Regions from separate parts of the Mus musculus genome. Here regions 1, 3, 4, 5, 6 and 7 are each linked to region 2. The links are chromatin contacts, called in public Micro-C and promoter capture Hi-C maps. All regions are on one chromosome and are shown on one strand. The core of a region is the stretch at or near the end of the contact, and the rest is flanking DNA. Distances in the headings are between cores, read along the strand shown. Region 1 holds the start of Jmjd7 (jumonji domain containing 7). Region 2 holds the start of Cdan1 (congenital dyserythropoietic anemia, type I (human)). Region 3 holds the start of Map1a (microtubule-associated protein 1 A). Region 4 holds the start of Ehd4 (EH-domain containing 4). Region 5 holds the start of Trp53bp1 (transformation related protein 53 binding protein 1). Region 6 holds the start of Ckmt1 (creatine kinase, mitochondrial 1, ubiquitous). Region 7 holds the start of Catsper2 (cation channel, sperm associated 2).

The links. Promoter capture Hi-C pulls out the DNA fragments that hold promoters and counts their contacts. Hi-C and Micro-C count contacts between places; a contact is called where the count stands out from the background. Capture Hi-C pulls out chosen DNA fragments and counts their contacts.
Region 1: a promoter capture Hi-C map of liver shows a contact between it and region 2, with 2.5 times the contacts expected there. The contact joins the promoter of Jmjd7 here to the promoter of Cdan1 in region 2. A contact is called at or near these places in 2 of 39 promoter capture datasets (hippocampal neurons and liver), 2 of 115 datasets of contacts at active chromatin or transcription factors (cardiomyocytes and double positive thymocytes) and 1 of 9 other capture datasets (liver).
Region 3: a promoter capture Hi-C map of liver shows a contact between it and region 2, with 3 times the contacts expected there. The contact joins the promoter of Map1a here to the promoter of Cdan1 in region 2. A contact is called at or near these places in 5 of 39 promoter capture datasets (the 3T3-L1 cell line, hippocampal neurons, liver and 1 more), 1 of 484 Hi-C or Micro-C datasets (embryonic stem cells), 2 of 115 datasets of contacts at active chromatin or transcription factors (embryonic limb bud and large pre-B cells) and 2 of 9 other capture datasets (adipose tissue and liver).
Region 4: a contact with region 2 is called in a Micro-C map of embryonic stem cells, with 5 times the contacts expected there. The contact joins the promoter of Ehd4 here to the promoter of Cdan1 in region 2. A contact is called at or near these places in 1 of 39 promoter capture datasets (hippocampal neurons), 1 of 484 Hi-C or Micro-C datasets (embryonic stem cells) and 1 of 115 datasets of contacts at active chromatin or transcription factors (embryonic stem cells).
Region 5: a promoter capture Hi-C map of pre-B cells shows a contact between it and region 2, with 3 times the contacts expected there. The contact joins the promoter of Trp53bp1 here to the promoter of Cdan1 in region 2. A contact is called at or near these places in 3 of 39 promoter capture datasets (liver and pre-B cells), 2 of 484 Hi-C or Micro-C datasets (embryonic stem cells and pre-B cells) and 3 of 115 datasets of contacts at active chromatin or transcription factors (astrocytes, bone marrow-derived macrophages and pancreatic cancer cells).
Region 6: a promoter capture Hi-C map of liver shows a contact between it and region 2, with 5 times the contacts expected there. The contact joins the promoter of Ckmt1 here to the promoter of Cdan1 in region 2. A contact is called at or near these places in 7 of 39 promoter capture datasets (embryonic stem cells, fetal liver, hippocampal neurons and 3 more) and 2 of 115 datasets of contacts at active chromatin or transcription factors (large pre-B cells and pancreatic cancer cells).
Region 7: a promoter capture Hi-C map of liver shows a contact between it and region 2, with 3 times the contacts expected there. The contact joins the promoter of Catsper2 here to the promoter of Cdan1 in region 2. A contact is called at or near these places in 4 of 39 promoter capture datasets (erythroid cells, hippocampal neurons, liver and 1 more), 1 of 484 Hi-C or Micro-C datasets (embryonic stem cells), 1 of 115 datasets of contacts at active chromatin or transcription factors (kidney) and 1 of 9 other capture datasets (pancreatic islet).

What each region holds. Positions count from the first base shown.
Region 1 is chr2:120,025,726-120,029,144 of GRCm38.p6, reverse strand. Jmjd7 (jumonji domain containing 7) reads right to left here and starts at 1,662. Exons shown (of 8, transcript NM_001114637.1): 1 at 1,569-1,662. The coding sequence starts at 1,632. Mapkbp1 (mitogen-activated protein kinase binding protein 1) reads right to left here. Exons shown (of 30, transcript NM_011941.3): 30 at 1,742-3,419. It overlaps Gm28042 (predicted gene, 28042), which reads right to left and starts at 1,662. Exons shown (of 27, transcript NR_104353.1): 1 at 1,569-1,662.
Region 2 is chr2:120,730,212-120,733,491 of GRCm38.p6, reverse strand. It overlaps Cdan1 (congenital dyserythropoietic anemia, type I (human)), which reads left to right and starts at 1,975. Exons shown (of 28, transcript NM_026891.2): 1 at 1,975-2,080; 2 at 2,300-2,790; 3 at 2,987-3,193. The coding sequence starts at 1,991. It overlaps Ttbk2 (tau tubulin kinase 2), which reads left to right. Exons shown (of 16, transcript NM_001024856.2): 16 at 1-676.
Region 3 is chr2:121,287,600-121,290,973 of GRCm38.p6, reverse strand. It overlaps Map1a (microtubule-associated protein 1 A), which reads right to left and starts at 1,372. Exons shown (of 7, transcript NM_032393.2): 1 at 1,102-1,372; 2 at 153-254. The coding sequence starts at 1,339. It also overlaps a transcript of Trp53bp1 not described here.
Region 4 is chr2:120,152,642-120,155,899 of GRCm38.p6, reverse strand. Ehd4 (EH-domain containing 4) reads left to right here and starts at 1,325. Exons shown (of 6, transcript NM_133838.4): 1 at 1,325-1,660. The coding sequence starts at 1,425.
Region 5 is chr2:121,269,276-121,272,958 of GRCm38.p6, reverse strand. It overlaps Trp53bp1 (transformation related protein 53 binding protein 1), which reads left to right and starts at 1,552. Exons shown (of 28, transcript NM_013735.4): 1 at 1,552-1,687; 2 at 2,251-2,435; 3 at 2,650-2,740; 4 at 2,971-3,055. The coding sequence starts at 1,681.
Region 6 is chr2:121,357,184-121,360,455 of GRCm38.p6, reverse strand. Ckmt1 (creatine kinase, mitochondrial 1, ubiquitous) reads right to left here and starts at 1,846. Exons shown (of 9, transcript NM_009897.3): 1 at 1,455-1,846; 2 at 679-877; 3 at 416-511. The coding sequence starts at 1,606. It overlaps Gm33947 (a long non-coding RNA gene), which reads left to right and starts at 1,637. Exons shown (of 2, transcript XR_374934.4): 1 at 1,637-2,274; 2 at 2,541-2,641.
Region 7 is chr2:121,412,350-121,415,779 of GRCm38.p6, reverse strand. It overlaps Catsper2 (cation channel, sperm associated 2), which reads left to right and starts at 1,988. Exons shown (of 13, transcript NM_153075.3): 1 at 1,988-2,364. It overlaps Pdia3 (protein disulfide isomerase associated 3), which reads right to left and starts at 1,878. Exons shown (of 13, transcript NM_007952.2): 1 at 1,575-1,878. The coding sequence starts at 1,741.

The DNA of each region.
Region 1 (3,419 bases), core at 413-2,912, 700 kb after region 2:
CCTCTGGTGCTCTGGGTCCAATGTCAGGCTTCTTTTCCTGACCATCCCTTTTTAAACTGTCACTTGTTAGGAACAATCTTTATCTCCTTGCCGAGTTTTTCTCCACAGATTTATCATTACCTGACCCTGTGTATTTTTTTCATGTTTCTTTTTTTTTGGTTTTTCGAGACAGGGTTTCTCTGTGTAGCCCTGGCTGTCCTGGAACTCACTCTGCAGACCAGGCTGGCCTGGAACCACAGAGATCCTCCTGCCTCTGACTCCTGAGTGCTGGGCCACCATCACCTGACCTGAACCTGCCCTTTTCCAGCCTTTGGGTTTTCTATAATTATGCTGGTTTTATTTGCTCACCATTTCCTTTAGAGGGTGGGTGTTTTTCTCCCCTAAAGCTTCAAAATGAACTTCAAACAATTCCTTTGACCCAGCAATTCTGTTAAGAATTTGACTGACAAAAATAAACATAAACACAAAGTCTGCTCCAAGCTCAGTCCACACTGCTTCCTGGATATAGCAGGCACACCCGCTCTGAGGGTTTAGCTGACCCATCAACCGTCCTCCAGGGCAGTGCTTCCTAATGCTCTACCCTTTAAGACAGTTCCTCATGTTGTGGTGACCCTAGGCTGTAACATCATTTCGTTGCTACTTCATAACTGTGATTTTACTAGTTATGAGTCACAAGATAAATGTCTGATGTTCAGGATATCTGACATGCGACTGCTCTGGGGTCTCGACCTCATAGGTTGAGAATACTGCTCTAACCACCTGTGTGTGACACAGCCGGTAAATTGACAAAATTGTGCTTGATCAATTGCTCTCCCTCTGTGTGTGGGTGTGCGCATGTGTGGTGTGTGCCTGTGTATGCATGTGTGGAGGCCGTTGACATTAGGTGTATACCATTCTCCACTTTATTTTCTGAGTCAAAGTCACTGAACCTGGAGCTCAGCAGTTGCTAAGCTGGCAGGCCAGGGAGCCCCTGGGGTCCTCCTGCCTTTCCCTCCCACCTCTGGAATCCCATCAGAAGTCCACCATCACCACACCCAGTGTTTTCTGTTAGTGCTGGGGATGTGACCCCAGATCATCATGTGCTTAAGAGCTTTACCTACCCACTTAGCCATCTCTCCAGCTTGTTTAATGATGGGGTAGTGAGGACCAGAGGAAGAAGAAAGGAAACACACAAGATCAACTGGGCGGCTGCCTACAATCCTCAAAGCTTGGAGTCTGAATGAACGAGGGAAGTCGCCTGCTTCTCTCCTCAGAACCCACCAGCATCCGAGATGTTTGAGGTGAAAGTATAGCATGGCAGCGCACGGGGACTCAGCACCCCGCTGGCTTTGAGAATGGCACCATGACTACCGTCAGAGCTGTGCTGGGTCTTGAAAACTACAACTGCACCCCACGAAGGCAGCCAGGCGTGCGATCCTGAGCTAAGGAGCCGTCCGCCAGCTAAAGAAGGGTACACACAAAACTGTGTGGCCACCGGTCGGACACTCATGCACACTGAGTTCCAGGGTGCCCAGGCTCCCTCCGCGCTGTCCTCGCGCGGTCGCTGCTGCCTGTGAGAGTGCACTCACCGCGAGCCGCCGCCGGGAACTCTTGCAACGCCCTCCGAACTGCCTCCAGAGCCGCCTCCGCCATGACGGCCGCGGGACAAGAACCCGCCCCTATTTCCGCTCCAGGATCGCAGCCCCGCCCCCGTTTCCGCCCTCTAGGAGGTGCAACAAGCGGCGCTCTTCTCAGAATTTGCTAGCAGGTTAACAAATGATTGTGTTTATTGACAATTTCATACATCCGTACAAACGAAACGTTAAAACAGTCCCACCCCGTACAGCCGGGGAGGAGACAGGCGCCACAGTATAAAAGTTATAAATAAGGGGCTTTCAAAACTGGGATAGGACAAATCTGGACATGGGCAGCAATTGCCAGTGGCCTCAGACATGCAGAAGAGGACAAAGTGCCACAGGCCACAAGACCCCACCCATGCAGGGTAGTGGCGCTTTCTCTAGAAGGGCAGGCTGGCATAAAGACCTCTAAAACCTGGTGGAGGTCAGGGCAGTGGGCCGACTTCTAACCCCCACACTGCCAAGGGGCCCACCTCAAGTGGCTTCGGTTCTTTGGGCTAGGAGTTTGACTATGCGTGTGGTAGAAAAATGGGAACACATGGTTTGGGTATTCACATGGTTTGGGTATACTCAACACTCAGGTTGAACCAACAAAGCTAAGCACCCATTAAACCTAGTTTCCTGCTAGCCTCTGCATTCAGAGCTGGGAAGTGGCGTTGAGGTTTCGACAGGTTTGTGTTATCTAAACCTGGTGAAATGTCACTACTCTGCCTTCCCTGATGCAGAGGAAAGGAGGGCCCAGGCCCAAAGACATACTCACTCCAATTCTGCAACCACCTCACCACTTCTTCCAACATACAGCTTCTCTCTCTTTTTGCTACTCTCTAACCGTTACCTTAACTCTATCCCTACCTCTGCCACCTACCTGTCCGGCTATTACTTTTCCAGTGGTCTCTTGCCCAGTGCCTTCATTCCACAATCTCCAGTGTCCAGTATTTCTGGGCACTCAATACTGCCTTTGAAAAGAGCCTCCTCCATGAGCCAGGTGACCCATAGGCCATCTCCGGTCAGCCTGGCTGTGGACACCACAACTCCAGAATTTCAGTCTAGTGTATCCATCCCTTTTTGTGTTTAGTGTACCCATCCCTTTTTGTGTTTCTGGATCAGAATTCCAATTAATCCAGGCTAGTGACGCTGAGGCAAAAATGTGAGGAAACCAGGTGCATACCAGCCAGGCAAGTGTTCTAAAATGAGCACTCAACTGTGCATATGATTTGTGTGTGTGTGTGTGTGTGTGTGTGTGTGTGTGTGTGTGTGTGTGTGTGTGTGTGTGTGTGTGTGTGTGTGTGGCCAAGGTTCTAGGAAGGTGGGCCAGTGCCCTGTAAACCATAAGGGTACTCCCAATACAGGTTTCTGATTGCGCATTGCCCAGGATGTAGGGAGAAAGTGGTCCCCAGGGATTCAACAGTCTGCTGGGGACCAGGGATAGAGAACAAGGAAGCCTAAGGGGCTGAGGAAAGTAGGCCAGGCTTTGCTGTCTGCCCAGCAGAGGGGTTTCACTGTCCTGCAGCAAAAATCCCACAACTAGCTCCACAAGGGGGAAAAGGGATGGGGCCAGAAAAAACACTAGGGCTCTCTTGCAGGGAACATGGGATTGGAATGTGGGGGCTCAGTTCCTGATACCAACTCAAGTTTTCTAATGGCTGGGAATACCCTGGAGGCCAGGCAGCTGTCTCACTGCCAGGAGTTGGGGGGAAACTACCCCTGCTCTGGCAGGCAGGGGAGTGCAGCTGGTGTGGGAGTAGAGGTAAAGGTCTACAGTTGGCTTTAGGACACTAAATACCACATTACCTTTCATCTCTA
Region 2 (3,280 bases), core at 726-3,225:
TAATGAGTTCGAAGCTAACTTAGGCTCTATGAGACCCTGTCTCAAAATAGGGGGGAGGGGAAAGGCAGAAACAAAATCTTAGGTAAGAGAGATTGGATTGTTGGATTGGATGAGTAGACAGATCTGATGGCCTGGGCTCGAGCCACTTTGCTGTTCCCTGATGCACAGTTCTCATTCTCCTTTGACACCTTTCCTAAATGGCATCTATTTAATCAGATCATTTATTTACAGATTCCAAGTTTTTCAGAAAAGGAGGCACATCTCATTTTGTATTAGATATAATGAGTTCATAAATTATTACTGGCAAATGTTATCAAACTTAGTCATAACCCGAATTCTCTTACTGAACAAGAGAAATAAGTCAATGTTCTGCTGTCCTCCTCTTAATGAGATGCGAAATTGCTCTTTGAAGTTCTTTTCAATGTGTTACATTGTATCCTTTCTCCTTCAAGCATCTTCCCTTTATGTGTTTTTGCTCAGGCAACCATGGGCATAGAGTATTGAAAAACATGCAGTGCTTTTGTATAGGCCATCTGTACATAAAAGTGTAATTATTTATTTAATTTTCTCATTTGTACCATATTAAAGCTTTGTACAGTGTTTTAAGTTCTGTTTTAAAATTATTTTGTATTTTATTTTTATAATCTAGTAATAAAACATTCAGTCCGCATGCAAACTTTAGTGCTATTTGTGTGATGGTTTGGATTTCAAAAAGTGAAAACTATTTCCTAAACTACTAAAGTGTTACAGAAGTGACAGACAACCAAGAGAAGGCCATTTTGGCTAACTTAGACGCTAGGTGAACACCAGGGTTCAGGGGTCTGACGTGCGTGTTCAAGCTGACTTTGATATTCTTCTGTCTCTGCCTGCCAAGCACTGGGATTGCAAGCATCCACTAAATCCAGCACAGAATTAAGTTTTCAAAACTCCCTTTTCTTCTCCTTGGCAGTATGCTAGAGGGATTCCTGCTCCATCTACTGCCTATCACCAAGTGGTCTTCCTTTGAATGAGAGGAACACAGGGCCAATACACTGCTACTTTGTTTTGGAGGAAACTATAGATCCTATATCTTGATTTTTTTTTCTTTCCTTTTACTAAGGAGTATCATCCGAAAGCCTATTATATTTTTCAAAATAAGGGACCTGACAGGAAGTGTAGCCAGAGGGTTAACCAGCCAGTGTGTGTGGAGGAGGGTCGGGGGAGTGTGTCTAGGAATGCCATACTCTTCCAGAAGCTAATCATGAATCCTGACCTCTCAAGTAAAAGAAGTTGAGATATTCCCCTGCTGTAAACTCTTTAATACAATACGTAAGGGATTCAATACAAGTCTGATGGACATTTGATGATTTTATAACATGCCTCAGCATGAACTCTGTCCTCAATTGTCAGTTGATGAAAAAGTTGGCCAATGGTAAAGAGTCAGCCTTTTGAGTAAAAGAGGGGAAGGGGTGGGGAGCTAAGTAGGCCGGGCGCACCCCTTTAATCCCAGCACTCCGGAAGCAAAGGCAAGATAATCTATGAGGTCGAAGTCAGCCTGGTCTACAGAGTGGCCAGGCTATACAGAGAAATCATGTCTCAGAAAAAACAAAAAGGTCAAAACACAAGGTTACTCACTTTATTTTGGTTGAGGAGGGAGTGACTCAAAAAGCTCTACAGTCATGGTCTAAGGCTGTGCTTATGACAGGTGTCTGGTCTCATAGGCTGGTCTCTTAGAGTTGGTCACTTTTCCTGTCTGGTCCCTCTTTCAGACCCGGGTCTCCTCAGGCAGTTCATCTTATCACATTGCTCCAGGGGCCAGGAAATCAGAGAAAGGCGCCTCGCCGCCCTGCAGGCCTGGCTGGCTGGGCAGATCTTCCCGGGCCGCCAGAGCCCCACCCCTCAAGGACCCGCCCCGTCGTCCAACGGTCGATCCCGGTCGCCGGCTCCGCCCCTCCCGGCTGCCCGTGGCGCGAGTGCGCCTGCTCAGTAGCCTCAGAGCGCCTGCACAGGGATGGCGGCCGTTTTAGAGTCGCTGCTGCGCGAAGAGGTGCCGGTCGCAGCCGCCGTGCGGTGGATCGCGCGCAGCACCCCGAGTTCGGAGGTAACAGTGCGGACACGCCCTCAAGCCTGCCTGGAATGTGCTTCCCGCGGGGGATGATGCTTCAGTCCCTTCTCCCAGCCTGCCCTGCCTGACGGCCCGCGCCAAGGGCGCTCGCTCCTCTGCGCGCCGCTGCCGGGCCGCCCACCCTGCGGCCTCAGCCGCTGACGGCCCGCGCTGTCAGCTGACGCTCTCGCCCCGCGACCTCTGCTTCTTCCTCAGGATAGCTCCGAGGTGGCCGCTCTGAGCGCACTTCGGCCTCTGCGGAAGGAATTCGTGCCGTTCCTGCTGAACTTCCTGAGGGAGCAGAGCAGCCGGGTCCTCCCGCAGGGCCCCTCAACCCCCGCCAAGACCCCAGTCGCCTCGGCAGCCTTGCCAGCGAGGCAGGGGGCCCCGGCACGGGGTGGCCGTGGGGCGCGCAGCCAGCTTTTCCCTGCAGCCGAGCCCCTCAGCGCCGCCGCCGAGGCACCTCTGGCCCGCCGTGCGGGCCGCAGGCGGGGTCCGGGACCGGGGCCGTCCCGCGAACGAGGCGGTCGGGGCTCCGGGGCCGCGGAGGAGGGGGCGAGTGGCGAGAGCCCGCCTTGGGCCGGAGGCCGGAAGCCTAAGGGCTCAGGCAGCCCTGGCAGCCCCAGACTGTCGCTCTCTGATCCGCCAAACCTCAGCAACTTGGAGGAGTTCCCTCCCGTAGGCACCGTTCCTCCGGGCTCTGCAGGGTGAGAATCGGTCCTTATTGCAAGATGTTCGCTAAAGCCGAGCTTGGTGCCCCACAGTAGAGTGCGCGATGGTTAGAAGGTTGAGGGTGAAGAAACCACAATGGGGGAGGGTTTAAAAGGGGCCCAACTGTTATGGATGGAATGATGCTTGAAGATAGAAAATTGGAAAAAAACAAAAAACTGTGACTACTCTCAGCAGAACGAAGCCTTCTCGAAGGATCAACCCAACTCCGGTGAGCGAAGAGCGGTCACTGTCCAAGCCCAAGACCTGCTTCACCTCACCCCCAATCAGCTGTGTCCCCAGTTCCCAACCCTCAACCCTGGACACTAGCCCTTGGGGCCTTGGCCTTCCCCCAGGGTGCAGAAGTCTGCAAGAGGAGCGGGAGATGCTCAGGAAGGCGCGGTATGGCTTTGCCGCCACCTGGGATGTCAACTTCCTCCTTATGCGGGACTTGCAGGGATTTTTCCTGAACTTGATTTCTCCCTTCGG
Region 3 (3,374 bases), core at 123-2,622, 560 kb before region 2:
GCAGTGTGTACTGGGCATTATCCACAGCATGTGTAAATAGCTGTGGAGCCATCAAAAGTCCCTCCCTTTTTACCTACCCAATCCTCCCATAAGGCCAGTTCTGGCCTGGATACTGGACCCAAAGGACTGAGACAAATAACCCTAGTCCTAACCTTTGACCTCTGAGGAGAAGTGAGCTAGGTGCCGGGTAATGAAGAGTCTCAACTGTTGGTTCAAGTCAAAGGATGATAAGTCAATATTCCAGGAGAGAATCCCTGTAAAAGAAAAGGGGGAAAAAAAATAAGAGGGTTCTAGTCAAAGTCACCCACAGAAAGCATTGCCAAGCTCCTGGGAGAGGAAAGAAATGGGAGGTGATGCCTCCAAGAAGGATAGCTAGTACCTGCTTTTTCCCCTTTCCAGAGGGCAAAGAGCAGAGTTTAGAATGGGCTTACTAATAAATGAGCTTGGAGTTTTTGTTTTTCAAGGCAAAACAGTTACGGTAGAAGTGACACGCAAGGGTCTATTTCCATATACTGTAGGTTTCCATAATGATCCCTCTTGCTAAATCAGATTCTAGATTCTCCTATGCCCCCTCCCTTGCCTCCATCCCCTGCTTCCACCCGCAGGTGGCTCCGCAGCACTGCGCCACAGGCACGGCTGAGGGAGGTGAGCTGCAGAGCCACGAAGGTCACTCTCTAAACTTGGCTGCCAGCATTCAGAGATTTGAGATGTGTACCTCGCGTTCAAAAACCTCCCCTAAAGAAGAAATTGTAAGGTAGGGACATGGACTTTTCAGGGTCTGATGAGGACTTTCGGATATATGGTCCAGTGGCTTCGGGAAAGGGGTGTGACCAGAGGGACCCCAGGGTCTCCACGGAGCTTCTCCTGCTCCTGCTCCGGGACACTGCGGAACAGAATGGGGTATGCAGAAAGGATGGGCAAGCAAGGTGTTGGCAGCTCGAGAGGACAGAGGCACATTCATGGAAGATGCAGGTGACAGGGTCGCAGGTTTCGGGAAGTGCACATAGAGATAGAGGAGACAGAAATGTGCACTGGGAGATGAATGCAGATGGCGGAGAGGCATGGATGGAGTACTGCGTAAAAGCCAGGAGAGCGGCTCACCTTGTTCAAGGTGGGCCCGCACGGCCCTCAGCTGACTCTCTGTACCGATATCGCCGATCACGATGAGCAAGGAGTATTTCCGCAGGTCCCAGCGCGCTGCCGCTACCGCGGCACCGGCCTCGCAAAGAGGCTCCGCCGGGTTCTGAGCTGGCGGTGCACCGAGGCTCTGGAGCCCCAGCTCCGGAGTTGTCTCCATGGCAACGCTGCCAGGCCGCGCGGTCCCGGCTTCGGTCGCCATGGAAACTCCCGCGGAGTGTTAGGCTAGCTGCGTCCGCTGCGGGGAGAGTGCGCGCGGTTCTTAAAGGCCGGCGGCAGGAGCCGTTCATTGGTCACTGCCTTCTAGGGGCGGGGCTGAAGCGCCGCAGGGGCGGGGCGGGGATGCGGTGGTTGTGCCGCTATGGGTGGTGGCTGCAGTCATCCACCTGCAGTTTTCCTGACCAAGTGCCCCTCTCCGACTTGAGCCAGGGTAAGGGTTCTGCGAGACCCAGCCGAGGGCGGAGTCCAAGGCGCGAGAACAACATCCATCTAGTTAGGCTGTGTCTGCGTTGAGCACAGTGTGGGAGGCAGTTCCGCAGCTTCTCTCGAACCTTGGGGAGCCATCTTGCCCTTCGCTGTCTCGGGGTTTCTATCGTGGTCTCCATCTGGCAATTATCGTTGTCTCTATTTTTCCCCCCGCCTCGCTGCATGCCAGGGTCTAGGTTACCAACCTGGGTTTCCCCGTCCTTGCCCCGAGCTCCGGGCGTGGTCAATCAGGCTGCGCAGTATTGGAGGGGACAGGATGACCTTCCTACCCTGAGTCCCTGGAGAGTAGTTATTCCAAGGATAGTGGTTGGCTAGTCTCCATATTTGCTGAGTGCAATGAGCTCAGACTGCAGCAAAGAGTATTTGAGTAAAACCCAGGAAAGACTTCCCAGCTACTAGGGATGTGACACAGTGGATAAATTTAGGAGACCATGTAATTACTGTACAGAACTGAATTAATATTCTCTGTCTTTCCCTCTCCTTCTCTCCATCCCTTCCTTTCCTTCCTCTCCCCTTCTCTTGCTGAACCCCCAACTCCCCATTCTTCAAAGACTCTCCACCACTACAGCTGATCTTACCCTGAGTCATTCTGTTGTGTGCATCAGAGAGAAGGCCTGTGTTTAGGCTCCAGTTATACTTGCTTTTTCTTCCATTTACCTTGCACTTTGGAGATGGTAGAAGAGAAGAAAGGCTACGGAGATGATTCAGTTGGTAAAGTACTTCCCTGGCAAGCAAGTGTTCAGGTTCTCAGAACTGTAAAAAAAAGCCAGGCACAGCGGTGAGCACTTGGAATCGCAGAGATGGTAACTAGGAGGGAGAGACAGATGAATCTCTGGAAGCTCGCAGGCCAGCTATACCATTGAGAGACCCTGGTATCTATAGTACAAAGAAGAAAAGGGTGTCTGAGGGACACCACTCCAGGTTGTCCTCTTGCACTCACATGTGCACACATGAAATCCTACTCCTTAAAAGGATAGAAAAGAGGTAATAGCTGATACCTCAAGCCTGCCAGTGAACCACGTTCTGACTGTTAAGTACCTCACAGAAATCTTAGCCCTATCTTGAAACATACTATACCTAACCATCCAGTCCATACTGTAAGTACTTTGGACATGCCATGAAAATCCTTTCTGTAGCAGAGACAAGAAAACTACTCTCAGGACATCAGATGGTAGGGTGCCTCTTCCCATACACTGCCAGCTGCAAACCCGAATCTGGAAAATGGCATGGGAAAATGTGCAGGCCTTTACTACAATCATAAAGAGTGGCATATGTGGCAGGAAGCCAGAGTGGAGCAAGGGGACAGTTTCCATAGCAACTGTAGAGATGAGCCTTTAGACCAGCAGAGGGTCTCTGTCTAAGGGACAGCAGCAATTAAGTACAGAGTCAGCTTCCATTAAGGCTAGCAGAGGTTAGACAATAGATATAAATGGTACAGGAGGAATCACACTCAGATTAGTCAGTAGGGCCGAAATTTAGGACTCTGATTTTAGATCCTGCTATAATCAAGTCTTAGTAATTAATGGCTGCAAATGCAGACTGTAATGGTGCTAAAAAAAAATCACACATGTGTTCTGTATAACTACGCAGTGGTCCCGTTGCCAAAGGCAGACAAGGTCATAGAAAGATTGGCTCCAGGTATCTCTTATTCATTCTCTTCTGGGTGATGTGTCCATTATAGTCATTACAGTACCAGGGAGTATCTTAAAAGCTAGATGTAGTGGTGGAGTGTGTCCCTTAGTAGATGAGGC
Region 4 (3,258 bases), core at 76-2,575, 580 kb after region 2:
AGAGAGGGGCAGAGAGAGAGAGAGAGGGGCAGAGAGAGAGGCAGAGAGAGAGAGGCAGAGAGAGAGAGAGGCAGAGAGAGACAGAGAGGCAGAGAGAGAGAGAGAGGCAGAGAGAGAGAGGCAGAGAGAGACAGAGAGGCAGAGAGAGACAGAGAGGCAGAGAAAGACAGAGAGGCAGAGAGAGACAGAGAGGCAGAGAGGCAGAGAGGCAGAGAGGCAGAGGCAGAGGCACAGGCACAGGCAGGCCGATTTCTGAGTTCGAGGCCAGCCTGGTCTACAGATGAGTTCCAGGACAGCCATGGCTACACAGAGAAACCCTGTCTTGAAAAATCAAAATAAAAGTAAAATAAAATAAAATAAAATAAAAATAAACAAATAAATAAAAAACCCAAACCAAACCAAACCCCACCACCACCACCACCAACAACAAAACCACCCTTGCTGCACTGGCAACACCTGAACGATCTTTAAAATGCAATTTTACAACTACTTGCTGAATCAGCTCTGCATTTCCACCAAGTTCAAGAAGTCATTCCCACACAATCTTTCTCCAAACTTTATGCAGACAAGAATCATCTGCAGGCATTTGTTGAGCTGCATCTCTCAACATTTTATTTGGTGGGTCTGTATCAAGAACTAGAGACCTGCATTTTAACAAGCCTCTTGGGTTATTCCTATGCAGCTGGCCTCATTGGCCACACTGAAAATGCGCTAACACTATTTCTCGCTTAGGATACACAGGTGATGGTCAATTATTTCTACTAGTGTCTAGCAGAAAGAGGCCTTTAATTGATCCAGAGTTGAATGGAGGCAGAAGTGTCTGCGCAAATAGATTGAAGTCCATTTTCTCTCCAATTTTTGCCAATTATATCGGTGAGCCTGAGTATCTTCGACAGTAGTAAACAGGGCAATAACCTGCCCCAGGAAAAGGAACTTGTCTGTCAACTTTCTGAGTTTTCTGTCCCCAGTATCCACGTCCGGAGACTTGGGATGAGTCGAGTTCCAGGAGGACAGCCTCCGGTGGTTCATTCTTGCCAGCTCAGACTTGCCCGGAAGCCAACGCCACCTGGCCAGAAGGATGTACCCGGGTAGACGCGCCTGTGTCACCCCGCCTGGACTACACCCTCTCCGGGATCAGCCCTCTAGACCGATGCCGTCATCAATAATTCAAGGATCGCCTTTCCATTGGCTAGAGCTTCCACCCAGTCGCTGGCAAACGCCCAATGAGGAAGGACCTGAGATCGCTGCTGAATAATGAGCGCGCGCCCGTGACGCAGCGGCTGATGATTGGTCGTTGCGGCAGGGGGCGGACCCAGGAGCGGGCGGCGGCGAGAGCTACTGTCGGGCACAGAGAGCGAGCGACGCGGGTTCTGGGGTTCTTACTGAAGTGCGGCGGCGGCGGCGGCAAGTTGTGGGGCGGCAGCATGTTCAGCTGGATGGGGCGGCAGGCTGGCGGGCGCGAGCGCTCGGGCGGCATGGACGCGGTGCAGACGGTGACGGGCGGCCTGCGCTCTCTGTACCAGCGCAAGGTGCTGCCGCTGGAGGAGGCGTACCGCTTCCACGAGTTTCACTCGCCAGCGCTGGAGGACGCCGACTTCGAAAACAAGCCCATGATCCTGCTGGTGGGCCAGTACAGCACGGGCAAGACCACGTTCATCAGGTAATTTGCCTCGTCGGCTCGCTACCCCTCCGCTAGCGCACGGCCTGCCCTCAGGTTACACTCCGAGCTTGGTGGCCCGTCGCCTTCCCGGGTCCCGTTTCCCAAGGCTCCCTCCCCTGAGACCGGCCCCCAGCGCGCTGCGAGCCCCTTCCTTGCTGTTGCCAAGGCCTTCCTTGAGCCTGTCACCCTGGCCTGGGAGTGCAGGAAAGGGAGAGAAGGCAAGGCTCATCATTAGTGCAACCTAGTGCTGAAAGTGATAATGAAGGAATGCGGCTCCTAGGTGGAGAGGTAACCTTCCAGCACAGTGAGAATGAATGAACGAACGAACGAATGAATGAATGAGTGAATGCCACAGTAGGAGTATTGCCATGCCCTAGGTGCCACGTTCCGCCACAGCGGCGGGGCTGCTATCATCCAGCTTTATGGTCTATAGGAAGTTAGCCTACAGTGTAGCTGCCTCACCAGCCTGTGGACTGAAGGGGAGTGTCAGGTTACTGTTTGCTAGTTTCCATTTCTTCACCCTTGACAAACTGAAAATATTTGTCACGGTCACTCTGTCTCCGGAAGCAATAACCGGCTTGCCCTGCAGTTCCAACCACACAGCTTCCTCTAGAGTGACTCGATGAGAAATAATTTACAATGAAACGGACTGCTTTTTAAATGAGGCGTCTATTTCCCTATCTTTGGGAAGAATCGACGTTCAAATCCTTATCAGACGAAGCAAAGTGACTGAACATTTAAGATCTGGATCCTGAGTTTTGGAATTAGAACACTCATCATCATTTGATGTTCAACAGGTGTTCAGAAAACTGCATCTGTCTTGGGGACATGCCATTTCTTTTAGGTATGACCTCCTTTTTTTCCCCTCCTGTGACCTAAAGAGTTCCAAAAAAATAGAAAAGTTGTCACTACAAGAAATATGTTAAATCCAGGCCTGTAGATACACTGTGAATGAACTCAACAAAGGCAATACACTGTAGTTTGAAATGTGAACGAAGAGAGGGGGAAAATAATGTTGAAATTATTTCATGTAATGCTTTTAAATTAGCTGAAAACAGTGTTGAATATGTTAACTCAGAAATGAACCTAGAAATATTACAGTAACTGACAGATGCAAAGGGCTAGTTGAGATGGTGCTTGCCTGTAATCCAAGGACTGGGGAAGCTGGATCATGGTTATTTTGCCTTCCAGGCCAGCCTGGGCTACATAACGCAATCTAGGATAACCCTGACTAGACAACAAAAGACCGTCTTCAAAACAACAGCAATAAGAACAGCAACAAAACCTAGGAAACAAAAACAAAATAAATGGCAAGCAGGTGGTACATTAAGGTCTTGGTAGTCGCAGTTGTGAATTATCAGGATAATATTACAGGAGTGAAGAGAGAACTTTTAAGCTTAGAGCAATAAGAGTATAGCATTTTAAAATGTACTGGTGGCAGATACACAGCAGTCCCACCATTTCCTCCTGTACGTGCCATGGGCCTCACGGTACCTATGCATAATTAGGGAGCCTTTCTTGATTCTGTACTGACCTAGCCTGAAGACAGTGCATTCCTCTGACTGTAGCCTGACTCGTAAACAAGCCTCAGGTAGGAG
Region 5 (3,683 bases), core at 303-2,802, 540 kb before region 2:
AAACATCAAAGTAATCAGAAAGACCTGGGTCTATGTCTCTCTAGGGGAAGAGAGCTGCAGTTGTCATGGTGGCCCTGAGGAGAGGGCTCTGTGGGAGTCAGCTCAGTCTGCCCAGTCTTAGACCTAGTTGGTCTCCTTCCTCTCAAGCTAAGCAGACTGATACACTTAGTGCTCTGCTATAGTTGAGGTCGGCTTGAGGTGGGGTCTTTTTTTTTTTTTTTTTTGATTGCATTGATTTGATGTCTAGTACTCAGTAGAGAAACTCAGGAGTCAATCATGAATGATTTTAGGATTAAGAGGTAAGATGTGTCTCTGTGATTTGGGTCATTTTTGCTCTACTTGTAAAACATTCTAGGATTGGAATTTTAGTTATAACAATAGATCCTAAAATTTTCAGAGCGATTTCGTTTAAGCTGATCCTTTTGTTCCCACAAGTAATGCGTATGAAGACAACATGCTTTGATTTTTGGGTTAGGAGAATATGATCACTGTAATTTATAGCAGCAGAGAGGAGATTGGCTGGTAGGATGCTCCTCTCTAAGCTTGGCTTATTTCAAGTGCTAAACTGGGCATTTATAGAAGTTGAGAATCATGTATGGGCTGTGCCTAAATAATTCTGAGTCTGGAGTAGAGAAAACCGCCTCCATTTTAATGCCTTCTATGTATATTCTTGGCACTGTGCTAGGTGCTTTCCCTCCTGACAGCTGCTTGGTTAGAATTCTAGCCCAGATCCAACGGCTCTTTAAATTAAAATGACAGTGAAACCACATATGTATCTTGAGCTCAGTTCATTAATAGTTGTCACAGCTGCCACACCCTTTATAAGACCCTGACACCATGATTAGGATAATTAAATCTCTGGGCCTGGATCCTTTAGGTCATTGAGTTAGTAGGGGTGACAGCTGTTCTCTTTGCTTCTAGTTTGAGGATTACAATGCTCAGTTCGTTCAATGGGAGGTGCAAAGCGTCTGGGGCTGCTGCAATTCCCTAAAAGAAAGGGCAGAGAGAGACAAATAGGGAAGCTTGAAAGGGAGTGGGAACACGAAGACAATATAAAACAACAAAATCAAAACTGCCAGAGACATAGAGTGGGAAAACGGAAGCCTTTAAATTCAGGCAGAGGTCTACAAATGGGATCCTGATCGACACTGGCAAACCCCACAGAGGCTTCTCTTCCATTTCACCATTTCAGAAGTACTAGCTCTCCTCAATTCTCCTCCTCTTTGCCCTTTCTTTGAAAATCCAGGAGACTCTCCTTTTCCACGGAAGTCAGTGAAGGGGCCGAAGCCCTCAAGTGTGAGTAGTGAGTACCCCCGTCCTTCAGGCAGGGGTTTTTATTTCATGCCCTCTTAATGTCCCTTCGGTTCAAGGATACTGTCATGCTGGCTGTATTAGGGGGAGGGCCTGCGACGTCCATGCTACCATGGAAACACGCCGCCGTGTTCCTTTTCTTACGCTGGGGGCGGGCACTTCACCTCAGCCACCTATCATCCATAGGATTTCCTGAGTGGCAGACAACAGCAGCGAATGGGCGATCCGATATTGCGTGACGTGACGGGAAAAGGGGGAGCTCGCGGCCAGTGGCGGCGGTGGCGACAGTGGCGACCTGGGGATCGACCTGGAGGGGCCTGGGCAGCGTGCAGAAACCTCTAGATCCAGCGCGAGGCACCTCTCGCCGGGATGCCAGGTAGTGCTGCGAGCGGAGCCGAGCTAGCGGGCCGCAGAGGCCCGGGTGGCGGGCTTGAAGGGCTGGCCGCCTGGAGGGGGCGGGGTGGCAAGCATGGCGGCGGTGACGGGGACGGGGTTGGAGGGCCGGGGAGGGGGTGGGGAGGCAGCCGCCGCGGTGGTCCTGAGGCCGCATGAGGGCCGTGGGCTTCCCGCCCGCCGGGGTTGCGAAGAGGTCTTCCCGGGGCTCAGTGGCGTCAGAACGCGGGGAGAGTTGTGTGGGGGATGGAAAGGGGCGGGGAGAAGAGGTGAGGAAGGAAGCGTGTCTGAGGGAAGGTGAAGAGAAAGGAGGGAGGGAGGGGGAGATCGAAGGATCCAGAGGCGCGGTGGTAAATAACGGAGAAATGAGGGCTGGGGAGATGGCTGAGAAAGTGCTAAGAGCGATTGCAAATGTGGGCTACTGGGTAGCCCTAGAATGGTCCCTTTCTCGATCTCACACTTCCGCCCCTTTATTTAGTCTCAGATTGTGTGTGGAAAGCTCAATAGGGTTACTCTTCGAACTGATCTTTTGTTATTCCATTCCAGGGGAGCAGATGGACCCTACTGGAAGTCAATTGGATTCAGATTTCTCTCAGCAAGACACTCCTTGCCTGATAATAGAAGATTCTCAGCCTGAAAGCCAGGTTCTGGAAGAAGATGCAGGCTCTCACTTCAGCGTGCTATCTCGACACCTTCCTAATCTGCAGATGCACAAAGAGAACCCCGTGTTGGTGAGTGAGTGATGATGCCCTGTTCAAGTTATTATTTTTTTCTGACCCCCCTACACCAAACTAACCCAGAAAATTAACGTGTTTAGTTGATTGTTAGCTTTTGGATAAAGTTGGTGGGGAACGAAAAATGAAATCAACGTGTTCTCACCCACAGAAAGGTCCCTGTTGTACTACTTTGTGTACTGTGAGGATCTTATGTGCTCATGTTTTCTAGGATATTGTATCAAATCCGGAACAATCTGCTGTAGAACAAGGAGACAGTAATAGCTCATTCAATGAACATCTGAAAGAAAAGAAAGCTTCAGGTGAGCAGTTGAAGGCTTGGCTCTCTGCAGTGTTTAAGGTCCTGTGGGGGCAGAACGATTTAAACATGCAGTTGAGATTATGTGTAAGGAAGCCTAGTTTGTTATCTAGTGTTCAGTAAGCCTTTGGATACCCGTGATTAGTTTGGTGTTGCCTCCATTTCTCAATTTGTATTAAAATTTGATGGCAAATGTCTTCTGTGCTAATATCCACCTCCTTCTGTCTTTTTCAGATCCTGTGGAGTCTTCTCATTTGGGTACCAGTGGTTCCATCAGTCAGGTCATTGAACGGTTACCTCAGCCAAACAGGACAAGCAGGTAAACTATTGTTTCAGTCAAAGGAGTTGATTTCAATTTACTATTCGATCGACTCTTATCTGTACCTGCTGATTCATCCCAAAGATAAAGATATTAATCTTGTTTTGTGAATTGGGGAGTGGGATTTGGGGATTCTATAGGTAGTTCTGTTTTAGGACTGAGAGCTGGGATCTCTTTTGTGAAGTAACACTTCGTTCAACTCCTACAACTTCAAATTGTAATGTATACCCTAAAGAGTTTTCAAGTTTTACAGTGTCTTATGCATATCAGGATGGTGGTGTCCTCTGTGTTAGGCCTGCTACTGACTTCTGACATAATCTTAAGTTAATTCTATCCTTAAGCAGCTGTGCAGTAAAGACATTGTCCCCAGTGGGGTACTGATGGGCAGGGACATTAAAGCTTTACTATGTTCAGGGAGAGCCAGCCCTTCCTTCTCTTTCTTACTATTCTGTTTCTCAGGCTTCTGCCCGGTTCTTCTTTGGTCAAAGAACACAGACAGCCTTAGTAGCCTTGAGGAGGAGGCTGAGGCTCTGGTTAAGAGAGAGGGATGTTAGCCTGACATGTCTGCAACTGTGCTTTACCTTAGAGTGTTTTGTCTGCAGTGTGTTATATTGTATTTGCACATACG
Region 6 (3,272 bases), core at 597-3,096, 630 kb before region 2:
CATGCTAACTGAAAACACTGTGGTCATTTCTCCACATTTCTCACTTTGGGTACAGCCTTTTTTTTTTTTTTTTTTTTTTTTTTTTTTTTTTTTTGGTGGAGGGAGGAGGGCTCTTCTGAGCCGTCTGAGAGCTGAGATTACAGGTGTGAGCCACCACACCCAGCCAGGACATAGTCACTTCTTAAAAATTCTTTCACCATTTTGTACTTTGATCAGATTCTCCTCAACTCCATTATCCAGACTCTTATCCACTACGTCCTCCTATCTGCTATACTTCAAGATATGCAATTCTTTCTCTTATCAATATACAAAGCTCAGCAGTCTAACCCTGAGTCAGGAAACAAGGTGTAATGATTGGAGATACAGAACATTGTGCACAAGGCTGCACATATCGGAAGTGTCACATTTGGCTCACTTTACTGGCATCAAGGTCAGTGGTGTGCTTCATTGTTCTGGGGTCATATCCATTATGCCGCTCTTGGATCACAGGGTCAAACAGTTCAGCAAATACCTGAAAAGGAGTTAAGAGGAAGAGGCGATTATAAAGAAGAAACACTTGAGTTGTAGATTGATATCACTGGATCAGAACGTTTGAGTATAGACAATCCAGAGTCTTGAGGGAACAGACATGAGGGATCTTTAGGAGGAAGGAACTGGGATTTCTGAGGGGCCCCCTACCTCATAGGTCTCCTCATCTCCAGCCACCATGCCCACAGTCTTGATGAAGGGGTGGCCAGGGTTGTCCACTCCAGTCTGGATGCACTGATCTAGTGTCCAACCAGTGGGTGTGGTCTTGTCGCAGAGCCGTGCATAGACTGCTGGGGTCAGGTGACTGGCCATGCAGTTGTTGTGCTTTCGGAGGTCTGGGTACTCAGCGCTGGGAAGGGGGTACCCAGTAACCATGGAGGGAGGGCACAGGAGCCTAGACCTACTGATGTCAGCTGGGAGCTGTCCAGTGAGCCATGTCTGGCTTTGCTTATTGGAAGGAGGGGGAATTAGAGGTAGGCTAAATCTTGATAATCTCTTCAGGGATTTCCAGGGTCTTTTCTTTCCTAATAGTTCTAACACCTCAATTCCCCCTTGTCTACAGAGTTGCTTTTCTCTAGTGAGCATAACATTAGAGATGGGGGAGGGGAGAGACTCAGGAGAATTCGGGAGAACAAGGAGAATAGGTCGAGATTAAAAAAAAAAAAAAAAGCTTCTAGTCATCCAAAAAGGATTTGGGCAGTGGGTGAACCTAGAATTTGCAAAGGTAAAGCTGGTGTGGAGGCAGTGACATCGGGTGACATGTCCTTAGACATGTTCTTCCATTACAGGGCTAGGATCTCCAAACTGTACAGGAAATCCATCTTCGAGGCCTATCTTTTGCTCAGGTTATCCTCTCTACCTGTTCGGTTCCCATCACCACCACTACCACCCCCAGCCCCCACCTCGTGCATCTCAGGCTCTAATACCTCGGGGGATACAGTCTCCTCCGTTCAGCAGCGGCAGCTCCTACAGATTCCGGGCGGAGCAGAATCCCGGCGGTGAGAGACCCAGCTCCAGCCAAAGCCAGGAGCCTGAGTCCAGGGCGGGCAGACAGCAGACGGGAGAAGGGACCAGCCATGGCTTGGGGATGCGGCTACAAAGATTCAGAGCAGGATCTGGCGCAAGTCAGGAACTAGGAGGGAAGATGCAACCGGGTAGAGAGAGGACGGAGCTGGGTCGGAGACTGGAGCCAAAATAGGGGTCACGATGAAGGCTGAAGCTGAAGTGGCAGCCGGTGCCTACCAGGCTGCAGGAGAAGCGCAGCGAAGCAAGGAGCCAGCCAGAGCAGAGGGAGGCCCCAGCCGCAGTCTCCAGGGGTGGGGCTCACTCAGGCTCCGCCTTCCCGCCTGCCACCGCGCTAGGTGTGCGGGGGTGGGGTTGGGTAGCACTAGCCAGGTAATTAAGAAGACCGGAGATTTACTCCCTGAGGCTGGAGACAGACGCCCACCAAGGATGAGGGTGGTCAGATTTCAGCACTAAGTAGAGGACAGCACCACAGGGATTCCCGAACCTGAAACCCCCCTTCTTTCATACCCTCTCTGTTTAAATCTGAAACCCAATCCGTCTATTTTCTGGGTTTTAGGGGTGGGGGTGGGGAGGTTGACATTGCCCAGCCTCTTTTCTGAATTCGATCTGCACGCCATCTCTCCATTTTCCCCAGGAGAGTCAGCCGCAGGAAAACCACAGAATAAACAGATAGAGGAGGAAGACTGAGCGAGCTCAGGGGAAAGACAGCACAGCCTCAAGGTCACCTTCCCCTAAGAACCAGGAAGAGCACCAGGGAACTCCCAGCTACACCTATGCTTTCCTAATAAGATTGAGAAAGGATCCCTTAAGAATCAGAAAGCTATTGGCTCTTATCCTGTCTATTCTGTCTCCCAAACTCACTGCCTCCAAGTCTTCAGCTTGGCTATTTCCTGCCTCTCATTGGGGACCTGCTTTTTTTTTCTTTTTTTCCTCTACTCTAACCCCTGCTTCACCTTTGATCTTTTATTTCTCTTCTTCTTTTCCAGGCTTAAATCTGTTTGCTGTTCGAAGGACTCTTCCTGAGTAGTGTCTGAAAGCCTACCTGTTGATTGCTCTGGGTGTGGGGCTGGGGTTGGGCAGGGAATGGTGAGTTTCTTCTTCCTTCTCTTCCTTCTTCTCTGCAGCTGGCAGTTCCTGGACTGGAGGGGGAATATAAAGAGAGGAGGAGGGTGTGGTGAGATGACTGGGTGTGGAATGGAACAGGCAGGCACAGGTCTCCCGAACCACTCGTGCTTCCTCTCTTGGCTTGCTAAGGCAGTTTAATCTGGAGTGTGAAGGCTGGTAGTATCCAAGGGCATAAGGTCATCAGGGAGTCTCTGTCTTCTTCCTGGTCCGCTCTCTCTTTTGCGAAGTGCATACTCAGACTCAAGAGGGTTTGTTTCCACAGCTACGTGCTGGGCTAGGAGCAACTTGACTTTTATTAGTGCAGGAAGGGGAATGAAAGCTGAAGCTGAGATAGAGACCTGAGGTTTGGGTGCGGAGGGCCAGCCAAAGCAAAGCAGACATATTGCCATTAATATGTCTACCTTCAGCTTCCTGATGTTCCAGAAGACAGTAAGATATTTGGAAGTTGTAAGAAAGTACTTGGGAAAAAGAATTACCCTTCATAATCCCCACTGGCCCAACTAATATACATTCCTTTATTTCCCTCAAGTCCCCACCCCATATGTCTCCTTTCTGACCTTTCTCATTGGTGAGTATCCTTAGAAAGAATCCAT
Region 7 (3,430 bases), core at 739-3,238, 680 kb before region 2:
CTCAATGTACGATGGGATATGTAGTCTTGTGGAAAGCAGGCACAACAATTTTTAGTAGAAAGACAAGTCTGAAGTCAGGTGCCTGGGGCATTCAGAATAAAAGGATCATGAAATGAAGGCTAACTAGGCAATAGGAGACCCTATCTCAAAAGAAAAAGAAAAAAAAAAGAGGCTAGAGTAAGAAGAGGTCAGCCTAGAGTGTACAGAGACTTGTTTCTTAAGAATATATATGTTCTCATGTGTGTGTGTTTCAATGGGGATTGGACATGCTAGGCAAGCACTGAACCATATTCCAAAGCCTTGACTAAAAACTCTAATTGTGTAAGAGCCCACAATTCTTCAATTGTATGACCTCCTTCAGACAAAGAAGCCAGACCCAAGCGACACCCCCTCAGTTAACAGCACCATTATGTAACTATGATAAATTCGGAGAGAACACGAATTCTAGAGACATATAGATGCTATCTATAATGTGTAATCAATGTGACTGTCAACCACAGAAGCCTGAACTGAAACACAATTTGCTTCCTGCCTCTTTAGGCAGTCTTCACTACAGGACTTTTGAGTGTGACCATCTAAGTCAGAGAAGCTAGAGATGTTAACAATCCCACTGGGTCAGAAGCAAAGGTAAGTTACAGTGTAACTATCACACTCTGTCTTACTGATACTTTTGAACAGGTTTGAATTAAGGGTCATTGTGCTAGGAGGGAAAAAATATTGACATCCTCTAAACTGTATGCCCTTGTAATAAATAATTGGTAAATTATCCTATCCACTACTCTAAGTGACAAAACTAGAAATCCTATTTGCTCTCCCTTCCCAAGCAAAGTTTTTATTTGGGGTCACACCCACTCGATAGAACTTACCCTTTTCTTAGGTTAAGCAGTGGTAACTTTCTTATCCAGAATGTTATCATTTTCTAGAATTATTTAATACTGAAATTATGATAGGTCCTAGTGAAATAATTCTTGTTGGTTTACTCTTTTAATAAGAGGCCTCTGCAGCTTAATGTAAAATAGTGTAAGCCATGCCATGAACCAACTAATGGCCTGTCTCAAGAAAGCACTTAGGATCTTTCTGCAGCTACAGAGTGACCTTGGTTAGAAACCAATGGCTCTAATGGGGTGGAGACAAAAAGAGAAAAAAAAAAAACCCCAGAACCTCACCACTTAAAAGAGGACCTCTGCCTCCTCTCTGAAGGCTTTGGGATGCCAGCCTTGTCTGCAGACCTGGGGACACATACACTGACTCACCTAGATACTGAAAGATAGACCGGAGGGGGAGGGGATGGGAGAACCCTCCACATAGGAAGTGCTGCAAGAACGCGGAGGTAAGGACGTGGCCCTACCCTGGAGTTTAGGCTTTCTGCTTTCCGGATCTGCCCCCGTCCCCACCCTACCTCGTCCTCACCCCACCCCCCACCCCGGGCGGAGCGCCTCCCGGTTCCCCACCGACTGGCAATGAGGCAGCCGCAGCCAGGCCTGCTAGATAGTGGAGGGCGCCCGCGCTGCGTAGGCCCAACCGCTCCCGCGCCCAGCCGGTCCTCCGGCCCTGATCCCGCAAAGTGGCCTCACCAGGGGGCGAAGAACTCGACTAGCATGAGCCCCGCCGAGCCCGTGTCGGAGACGCGACTCTCGAAGTTTTCGTCCGTCAGTTCCAACACATCGGAGGCGGCGGCGAGACGGGCCGAGGCGAGCAGCAGCGCCACGCCCGGGAGCAGAGCTAGGCAGCTGAAGCGCATGGCGGCGGGTCGCGGTCGGAGGGCCGGGACCGGAGAAATGAGATGGGAGAGCCCGCAATCTGCAGCCGCTTGCCTGCGCTCGCGCGTCTGGCCCGGGCAGACCCGCTGCCGAGGTCCCAACCCCCTAGGCCTGCTCGGGGCCCGCAGTGTGGCAGCCGCCGATTGGCTGCGTCACGCAGCGTCGGGCGGGCGGAACAGCTGGTAACTGCCGATTGGCGGGCGCGCGGGGCGAGGCGGGGCGGACGCTTAGGCGAACGCCCGCCGGTCTGGCTGTGGCGGAGGCCTGGACGGGGGGTCGGTGGGAAGTAGGGGGCTCAGCGAAGCCGGAGCGGCCCTGAGCGCCACCCGCTGGGGAGGAGTGAAGCTCTGGGCGCCGGCGCGGAAGGCGGAGGGGTGAAGTCAGGGCTGAGTGGGCGGAAGTGAGGCCCGCGAAAGGGCTGGAGGGGAGCTTGAGCTGTCTGTCCGGCTCCCTCCCTCCGGGGCATTGGGGCGCGCACGCACTTGAGCGCACCGCGACACGTTTTCCAAATGTCAGGCTGTTGCTTTGTCCAATTATAGGGCGTAGTAAGTCTACATCCTGCCGCTGCCCTACCTCGTATCCTGCTTTGTCAGGTCCACGTGAGGTCTGTATTCTTTGTCCAGCCTTAGGCCTCTGCCCTCCCTGCCTGCTGCTCCCCCCCCCCCCATTGTTGTTTGTTGGTTTGTTTGAGAGGGTGGGTAGCTGAGGATTGAGCCCAGAACCTTGCACATTGCTGGGCAAGTGATCCAACACTGGATTACATCCCTAGTCCTCTTTTGACTTTTTGAGTCATGTTCACACCAAGGTGTCCAGGCTGGCCTTGACTTCATACTGTAATCCGCGAAGGTCTAGAACTTTCCATCCTCTGGCCTCAGCCTCTCGAGTGGCTGAGACTGATAGTGTGCACTACGTACTAATAGGCACAGGCTCAGCTTTCACCTTTTTTTTTTTTTTTTTTTTTTTTTGAGGCAAGGAGGATTGGCTGCCCTGGAACTCACTATATAGACCAGGCAAATGTGGAACTCAACAGAGATCCACCATCCTCTTGAGACTGGAATATCTGTCTACACTGCCTGCCTTTTAAACTGATTTTTGTTTGTTTTTCAAGATAGTTTCTCTGTGTAGCCCTGGCTGTCCTTCACTAGGCTGTCTTTGAGCTCTGAGATTTGCCTGCCTCTATCTCCAGAGCGCTGGGATCCAAGCCATGGGCCACCTGCCTAACATTTAAGCCTAATTTTCAAAAAGAAGTGTTTAATTACAAATGCTGTCAGAAAGTGAAAATAACCCGAATATTTAGTTAGCTGTGAAGATATTTCTTATGACTTTTGTTTTTGTTTTTTTTTTGTTGTTGTTGTTGTTTTTGGCTTTTCGAGACAGGGTTTCTCTGTGCAGCCCTGGCTGTCCTGGAACTCACTTTATAGACCAGCCTGGCCTCTAACTCAGAAATCCGCCTGCCTCTGCCTCCCAAGTGCTGGGATTAAAGGCGTGCACCACCACTGCCTAGCTTCTTATGACTTTTATGTCTTTTGCTTAGATGAAAAACAAAATCCGTACCGAACAACAACAAAATACCTTTGAGTCTTTCAATGTGTTTATTCTTAACTGCTCATAGCTTTTTTTGTGTGGGCTTCTTGAATCTCTAAAAGGCAAAGAAGCTGGGGGAGGAGAGA